Regions from separate parts of the Macaca mulatta genome. Here all the other regions are linked to region 1. A link is a contact called in public Hi-C data. All regions are on one chromosome and are shown on one strand. Each heading gives the region's core, a stretch centred on a gene start, on an enhancer-like site or on the middle of the called end of the contact. The rest is flanking DNA. Distances are from core to core; before and after follow the strand shown.

Region 1 (2,596 bases), core at 26-2,525:
AGATAAAAACGGGAAGAGGTATTGACAAAGAGCTCCTAGAATGTCTACAAATTTAGGTGAGTGATCAAACACAAAGTTAGGCCTAGACAGCTTAAGTGTCCTCCACAAATCAGGATAAGCGTAACAGGACATTAACCTGGAAGCCTTTACCAAACTCTAATTTGGATATAATTTTACCTCACTACATCCCGCTCCTTCAATCAAAAAACCTTTCCTGCCTGCCCTTCAGAGTCCACGAAGTTGCTGCCAGATCCCAGCTTAAATCACGTTTCGCTTTCACAGATCTCCCTCCTGGGCAAGGTGGTGGTGTGGATAATGAAGTCTGGCACCTGGTCTAAAGGGCCCCAGGAGGTTAGGATAGGAACTACCACTTCTCAGGCCTGTTTTGTTTTTCCGGAAGAGGGCAAGACCAGTAGAGAACTGACTCAGCGTCTCCAACAAAAGGAGAGCTGCACGCAGACAAAACAAACCCGGGGCGGGGGGGTGGTGAAAACTGGAAGTAAACTGGTGTTTGTGGCACCACTGATAGTATTATACCTTCTCTGACTTCTCCAATTGTTTTTTTCCCCAAGTGACTCAATCTTCTCACCCAAACCAGGCCAAATGAGGGGTTAGTTGTTCGACTTCTTCTGAGAGTGCCTCTTTTCTTTCTCACACTCTGCAAGCCTCCTCCCCGCACACGCCACTTCCCCCCGACCCCAAAGTTAAGGACTCATGCCCAGCTAGATCCTAATGTCCACGGCGAGCAGCTGCAGTCTAGGGGGTTGCCTAGAAGTAGGTCTGACGCCGAGCAATCTAATCTCCCACGTCTGATCTTTCAGGCTATTGTGCCTCGAGGGGAAGTCAGAACAGGTGAGGGCGGCTGGAGGGAACCAGTTCCGGGACAGGCAACGCACTGGACGAAGTGAGGGTGTGGGGCAAGAAACGGAGGGAGGGACAAACGCGCGATAAAGAACGAGGGCGCCCCCCGAGCGCCGCCTATCTCCTCAGATCACCTTGCGCTGACCTAGTTGCACCGAGAAAGAAGGAACCCCAGTCGAAGAGGGAGGAGGGCGGGGCGGGATGTGGGCGGGGCCGCGGGCGGAGGCGGGGCCTAGAGCGGGATCTTTATGGGGCTCGCCTGTGATTTGCAGATGGATTCGAGACGGAAGCGGGCTGGGAGGGGTTGGCGGCGGCGGCGCACGTGGTGACGTGCAAGGGGGTGCGGCGCGAGCGGTCGGCGGCGGCAGAGGCAGTGTCTCCCGGTGGCGCGTGGAGGTCGGTCGCTCAGAGCTGCTGAGCGCAGTTTCTGCGCCTGCTGCTTCGGCGCGGCTGTGTCGGCGAGCGAGCGAGTTCCCGCGAGTTCTCGGTGGCGCTCCCCACTCCTCTCAGTCTCCACGGACTGGACCCTTGTCCTTCTACTTGACCGCTCCCCCCTTCCGCCGCCTCCTGGCGCCTTCCGTTGGGCTGATTCCCGCCCGCTTCCTCCTGCTTCCCATCGAAGCTCTAGAGATGAATGTTTCCATCTCTTCAGAGATGAACCAGGTAATACGCGCTGGTTCTACGAACGGCAGATGAGGGACAGGGCGCGGCTAGAATCCGAGATGAGGGGATGGCGCCGGCGGATGGGAAGAGGGTAGGAGGCGCGGAAGCGGTGTCCTCATCAGAGGAGGCAGCCCCAAGCGGCGGCCGCCGCCGCCGCCGCCCTCTGGGACGTGAAGCCCGCGCCGCGCTGGGCCGGCGCTCCAGCGCTGCCATGGTTGCCGAGTCGCGTTGGCGGCCGAGAGCGGGCGCTGGCCGCCTCGGAGAGCGCGGAGGCTCGAACCCCTTTTCTGCACTGGCGCGGGGGAGGCAGGCTGGGAGGAACGAGAGTTTTTTGCTCGAAGGGTTTTGGGAGGCCTGGTTAGGGCGCCGCCGGGAGGGGATGACCAGCCGGAAGGAGGGCGCGGGACTCCCCGTTCTTGCTGTCAGGAGCGGACGCCTCTCCTTGGGTTTGCCTGGGGTGTGGGATTCTCTTCTGGAAGAGCTCCCAGGACTTGGCGCGTGTGGGCGGGCAGCCAGCCCCGGGCCTGGAGTAGGGTGGCACGGAGTCCCCGATCGCCGTGGGCCGCGGGGTCCTTTGTTCCCGCTCCACGTTGCCCGCTTTTCTTGCCAAGCGCGGGGAGAAGGGGGCGGGAGGAGGGAGGGAGCGGCTGCCCTGACGTGTCGGTACTGAGTGACTGCAGGGCTGGCCAATCCCGGGCGGGGGTGTGCGGGCGCTGGGGGCCTCGCCTAGCAGCCTTCGGAGTGGGCGCGGGCCTGACCGCGCGCGGAGGAAGGCCTGGGACGCTTTTTCTTTTTTATGAAAGAAATAAGTGGCAAGATTTGCTCTTTTTCCGTCCCTCCACGCTTTTGGTTAAGTGTCTCTGATTATAAGCTCTTGATGATAGATAGGAAGGTATCAGGCTGAGGGTTGAACCTAGGGTAAATTGAACCACTAGTTGAGAACTACATTTACTTCCCCCGCCCCCCGCCCCGGTCCGTAGTGGACGTATCTATTGGTTTGAGGCAGCTGACATTTCAAGGAGAAATGCAGATGTCCAAGAGGGCGCATTTTGTTCATGTCTGTTGCAGTGAT
Region 2 (2,596 bases), core at 42-2,541, 250 kb before region 1:
TGTCAAATCATATATCTTTTAAACCACCTTTTTTTTTTTGTAGGTTGGATAGTTTCAGAGTAGGCTCCATTTACCCCTTTCTGTATAGAATCATGCACCTTACAGTTCCACTTTTGCCGCATCTTTCGTGCTTTATGTTTCACATTTTATGAATGGGAATCCATATTTTAGAATAAAAGCTGCAATGTCAAACCAACATCATTTTTTCTTTTTTCTTTTCTTTCTTTACTTTTTACTTTTTTTTTTTTTTTTTTTTTTGAGACAGAGTCTCACTCTGTTGCCCAGGCTGGAGTGCAGTGACATGGTCTTGGCTCACTGTAACCTCCACCTCCCAGGTTGAAGTGATTCTCCTGCCTCAGCCTCCTGAGTAGCTGGGATTATGGGCATGCACCATCTTGCCCAGGCTGGAGTGCAGTGACATGGTCTTGGCTCACTGTAACCTCCACCTCCCAGGTTGAAGTGATTCTCCTGCCTCAGCCTCCTGAGTAGCTGGGATTATGGGCATGCACCCATAATAGCTCATGCCCAGCTATTTTTTTTTTTTAGTAGAGAGAGGGTTTCACCATGTTCTCCAGGCTGGTCTTGAGCTTCTGACCTCAAATGATCTGCTGCCTCAGCCTCCCCAGGTGATGGGATTACAGGCATGAGTCACCATGCCCAGCCATCTTTTCCTCCTTGGGGTTTTCCTCTATATGTATAGACCTTGAGAAAGAGCATTCAAAATAGACTTTATCCATAATCAACATTTTAGGATCTTTTTTCCTCCATAAAGATCTTCAGCATCACTATGCACCACAGTTCATTCCTCTTTTAAAGCGAAACGTAGCATAAACTAGACAAAACTACCAAATGAGCTCTCCATTTCCTTCAGCTTTTGTAGCTCTAGCAGTGTAGTCTATTGCTGGGCAATATATTCAAACCTCCCACTGATTATGTTATCAAAGCTGTTTAAATTCCATTCCATGAGTTTGTGTATGGCAAAGATGAAGCTGTTTGTTTAATTAAACAATTCCTCTAAAAATGCACACAGTATATTTTGAGAACATACTGAGACTTTGACCTCGCTTCAACAAGGGCATTTTGCTGCCACACTTTTCAACATGTTATCCCTCTTGAGTTTTATTTCTATGTTACAAAATATCTCATCAATTGATATCTAGCATTTTGCATCTAATGCATTCTCATAACTTCTAGTTGGCTGTGGCTTATTTCTTTGTATGCTTTCTTCTTCATGCTTCTGGACAAGCTTTGTTTTTATGGCCTTTAAAAAAACATGGCTGTTGTCAAACACTATATACGGAAATGGTTTCCTTGACAACCATAACCACAAGCGAGTCGTCTGCATCTCTTTCTCATTGCATGGCTTGTTTGGTTGCTAAAACACTTCAAAACAGTTTTGTTCAGAGTCAGGTATTAAATACCTGAATTTATAGAGCAAGCTGAAAGCCAAGCAGTGATGAACTATCAGAACAGCTGTAAAGTGGTAAACTCTAATAATTTTCAAGTGTTAGAGTTCAGCCTTATGACACAGTCTCTAAAAGGACAAATGCTGAAATCTTGATATTTAAGATCCAAAATGAATGACTACCTCAAGGACACAAGTTAAAAAAAAAAAAAAAAGAGTGGCTAGAAGTGCCAAAGAAATGAAAAATATTGCTTAAATGGAAAGTGACACTGCAGTTTTATTTATCCATATAAAAGTTCCAAATGCTAATTATTTAATAGGAAAGAGGTCAGCTTCAAGGTTATCAACAGAACAGCAGATATTTGGTCAAAAGTGCTCCTAATACTATGTCTCTTGAAAAATTAAGCACAATATATATGGAGTATCCATTTAAAATAGTTTTTGAAAATTTTCTTTGGTTAAATGTCTCATAGCTCATAAGATTCAAAAAAATCTCTATTTCTGGGAACTTCTCAGGATAAAAATATTTTCCCAAATATCAATTTTTTACAAGGAAATGTACAGCTTGCATGGATTACAAAAAAATTAGAAAGATCAAGAGGAGATTCTGTACAATATGACAAGCATCCCAAGAAAAAATTACTAATAAGGTCATATCACTCCATACTGGTCTAGTCTCCTAATATCTGTCAAAGACAGGATATAATAAAAAACATGGTTTACTGTCCCCTCCACCCCATCTTGTCCAAAACCATGGGTAAGTTGGACATGTCTTTAGATTGGTTGGAATCAGAGTAATTTGACTGAAATAAATCTCATAAATAATCCTATTTGTGTTCATGCATGTTTATAGAAAACAATTGTGCAAAAATATGAACCTGGAAATTTAATCGAGAGAGGTAGTGGCAACTCTTATGAGAAATTGGAGCTCTGGGTCACTAGGTGGGTTGAGCAGCAGGTGAAAAAAAATTATACAGAGAGTTTTTACTTACAGAATTTTACTTAACAGCTCTGAAAGAGCCTGTGAGGTTAGGTATGAATTATGGCAGGGGCAAGGCAGGCAGATAGGCAGGCAGGCAGGCAGAAGGAAGGAAGGAAGGAAGGGCAGGCAGGTGGGTGAAAAGAAAGAAAATGAAGAAAGAGATAAAGAGAAAACTTAGGCCAAGCTGCTCAGAGCGGGAGGGTAGTTAT
Region 3 (2,596 bases), core at 27-2,526, 150 kb after region 1:
TCAGTAAAAGGGATTTAGGCCTATAACTCACAGAAGCTTCACGGGGATCATCTGTTCCCACTAAACTGGCGAGAGGTTAAACGCACACACACACCCCTCCATTATATATACTTCTTAAACTACAGGGGGAGGAGTTAACTTCCAGTTAGTGCTTCCAAGTGCCAAATAATGATGCTATCTCTTCCCCGGGGTTCTGAAACAAGTAGGTAACAAATAGACCAAGAAGACTGGCGTTTATCAACTTCATTAACTAAGAAAAGCTAACTGCAAGCACGCGTCTTGTTCTTGAGACTAAATTGGGCTCCCTCTCCTGCCCTGCTGCCTAGAAGGTTCGGACCAAACCCAAGCAGGGGAGCCAGAAAGTTCACGTTTTTCTCCTTCCTGTCCCAGTGGATTTATCGGGGGGACAGAAGAAAGGAACGAGACAGCCTCGAATGTCAAGTAGGCACTAAGAGTGAAGCAGAGAGAAGTATGGGGGACAGGGGACTCACTAGCATATGCTTTGGGGATCTGAGACGCATCAAAATCAAATGACCCGAAGCTCTACCCACTCAGAGCTCTGGTTACTAAAAGCCTGAAAACAAAGCAAAATAGAGCAAAACAACTAATTTCTATCCACTGGTCACACCGCAGAACTGCTGATATTGGCAACAGGAAGACTAAAGCAAAAATAAAAACAAAGGAAAAGAGCGTTCAGGTCACGGTGTACATGAGGGTGCGAAATGAAAAACAGACCCTAACTCCAAGTCAGCTGGAAGGACGGGCAAGCTCGTCAGCTGCTAGTAAACCGCCGCGGCCCGCGGGCTCCGCACGAACCGACCAGACCCCAACACTGGGCAAAGGGCAGCCCCGGAGGCAAGCCGGGCCAGAACCACACCCTCCACGGAGCTGAGACGTCCTCGGATCCGCCCATAGAGTTGCCCCGCCCAGGTCCGGGTGACTCCTGAGTGCTCAGCCCGGCCGGCCGCCCGCCGGCCAGGATACTTGGGGCGGGGGACGAGCGGGAACCTGCCCAGCAAAACGTCAACGTACCCCGCCCCCCCCAGTTCCTACCTTACCAGCGCCGGCTGCGGTGGCGACTCCGAAGCCCCAGGCCAAAGGAGAGGGACCCCCACCCCCCGACACACCCCGCCCCACCAACTGTATGCCCGCTGGGAAACGTAGTTCTGCGCCCAGATCCAGCGTGTCTACCCACCGCTCCGCAGCTTTTGCTTAGATTTGCATTTACTTCCTGCAAGGCTTGCTCGTCGGCCCCGCCCCAGGCTGCGCAGTGTACCCTGGGTGCTGTAGTCTTTGTTCGGTCTGGGGGTTGGCCGGTGGGAAGGAGACGCACCGTAGAAACTGAACCCTCTTACCCAATTGGACGCCGTCCCCAGTACGCTTCTGCGCAGTTTGTGGTGGCGTGGTAACGCCTCGGGGAAAGGGAAGCGGACGGCATCTGGAGTCGCACCCTGTGGCTATTTTCTACTAACAGGATTTGGTCACTGGTTCTTCATCTTTTGTCTGTTGCACGCATCCCGCCCTCCCCACTTGCTTCCCTACTCCTTGGATCCAGCCCAGTGGGCACTCACGTCAGTTCTCTGACCCCGCCGTGAGCCCCGCTCCGGGTCCCCGGGCGGGCCTGGCACGGAGGCGGTAACTATGGAGAATATGGCGGAGGAGGAGCTGCTGCCCCTGGAGAAGGAGGAGGTGGAGGTGGCCCAGGTCCAGGTCCAGGTCCCGACCCCGGCCCGGGACTCGGCTGGGGTCCCAGCTCCGGCCCCGGATTCGGCTCTGGACTCGGCTCCGACTCCGGCCTCGGCTCCAGCCCCAGCCCCTGCCCTGGCCCAGGCTCCGGCCCTGTCCCCGTCCCTAGCCTCTGCCCCTGAGGAGGCTAAAAGCAGTAAGTGCAGGAGGCCCAGATCTTTCTGCCGCAGAAAAGAGAAAGTGCGCCTTGCTGGGAAGTAGGGGAGACCCTTCTTCACCGGGATGGTTTTTATGGGGCAAGGCAGGTTTAGGGAAATGGAGGGGAGGGAAGAGAGGCCCGTGTAGCGGCTAAAACAAGGGTACAGAGTGGGAGACGGCATCTTCATAAGCCACGAGGATGTCACGGTGAGGGATATGCGGAGGGCAGGAATGCTGCAGATAGAAGGAAATAATGAGGTTAAGGGCTTTTTCGTAAAAGGGAATCTTTTTAAGGTACAAAAATAGGAAGTTACACATAATTTGGTAGTTTCCCACAGTCCAGACTACCGTGGTTAACTAGGTTCTTTGAAATGTGACATAGTAACCGAGGCAACCTGTTTACGGTAGTGGATCCTAGCTGCCAACATTTATAAACCATTACTGTCAACTAGCTTTTCTGCTTCGACGTACACAAGGAGATGAGTTTTTCTCATTTCAGTTTTTTCCCCCCTATGGGCAGCTTGCTTCCGAAGAGATTTTGAGGCTGAGTAGTAGTTTAGAAAAGAATCGACTAAATTTATGGATGTTTTCACCCATACATAAATACCAATTGAGTTTTGTACTCCATTCCATCAGAAATAGACTGTTGAGAATTAATGGCCCATATTATTGTGCTTCTCAATGTGCCTGCATGTTTTCTAAGTGGTGGTTT

The links. Hi-C and Micro-C count contacts between places; a contact is called where the count stands out from the background.
Region 2: a Hi-C map of CD4 T cells shows a contact between it and region 1, with 2.8 times the contacts expected there. The contact joins the enhancer-like site here to the promoter of IVNS1ABP in region 1. A contact is called at or near these places in 2 of 14 Hi-C or Micro-C datasets (CD4 T cells and liver).
Region 3: a Hi-C map of fetal cortical plate shows a contact between it and region 1, with 3 times the contacts expected there. The contact joins the promoter of SWT1 here to the promoter of IVNS1ABP in region 1. A contact is called at or near these places in 2 of 14 Hi-C or Micro-C datasets (fetal cortex germinal zone and fetal cortical plate).

What each region holds. Positions count from the first base shown.
Region 1 is chr1:42,767,681-42,770,276 of T2T-MMU8v2.0, reverse strand. IVNS1ABP (influenza virus NS1A binding protein) reads left to right here and starts at 1,275. Exons shown (of 15, transcript NM_001265910.1): 1 at 1,275-1,524.
Region 2 is chr1:43,015,111-43,017,706 of T2T-MMU8v2.0, reverse strand. The region is part of intron 2 of LOC144340793 (a long non-coding RNA gene); the gene reads left to right. Among named protein-coding and RNA genes, the nearest start is that of HMCN1, 160 kb to the left of the region's middle. Within about 2 kb of position 1,291, at least 12 of the 40 cell types and tissues checked have an H3K27ac peak or open chromatin away from gene starts, as enhancers often do. A contact at or near this core is called in CD4 T cells, where this site is marked.
Region 3 is chr1:42,615,043-42,617,638 of T2T-MMU8v2.0, reverse strand. It overlaps SWT1 (SWT1 RNA endoribonuclease homolog), which reads right to left and starts at 1,276. Exons shown (of 19, transcript XM_028851396.2): 1 at 1,196-1,276. It overlaps TRMT1L (tRNA methyltransferase 1 like), which reads left to right and starts at 1,429. Exons shown (of 15, transcript NM_001260768.1): 1 at 1,429-1,882. The coding sequence starts at 1,642.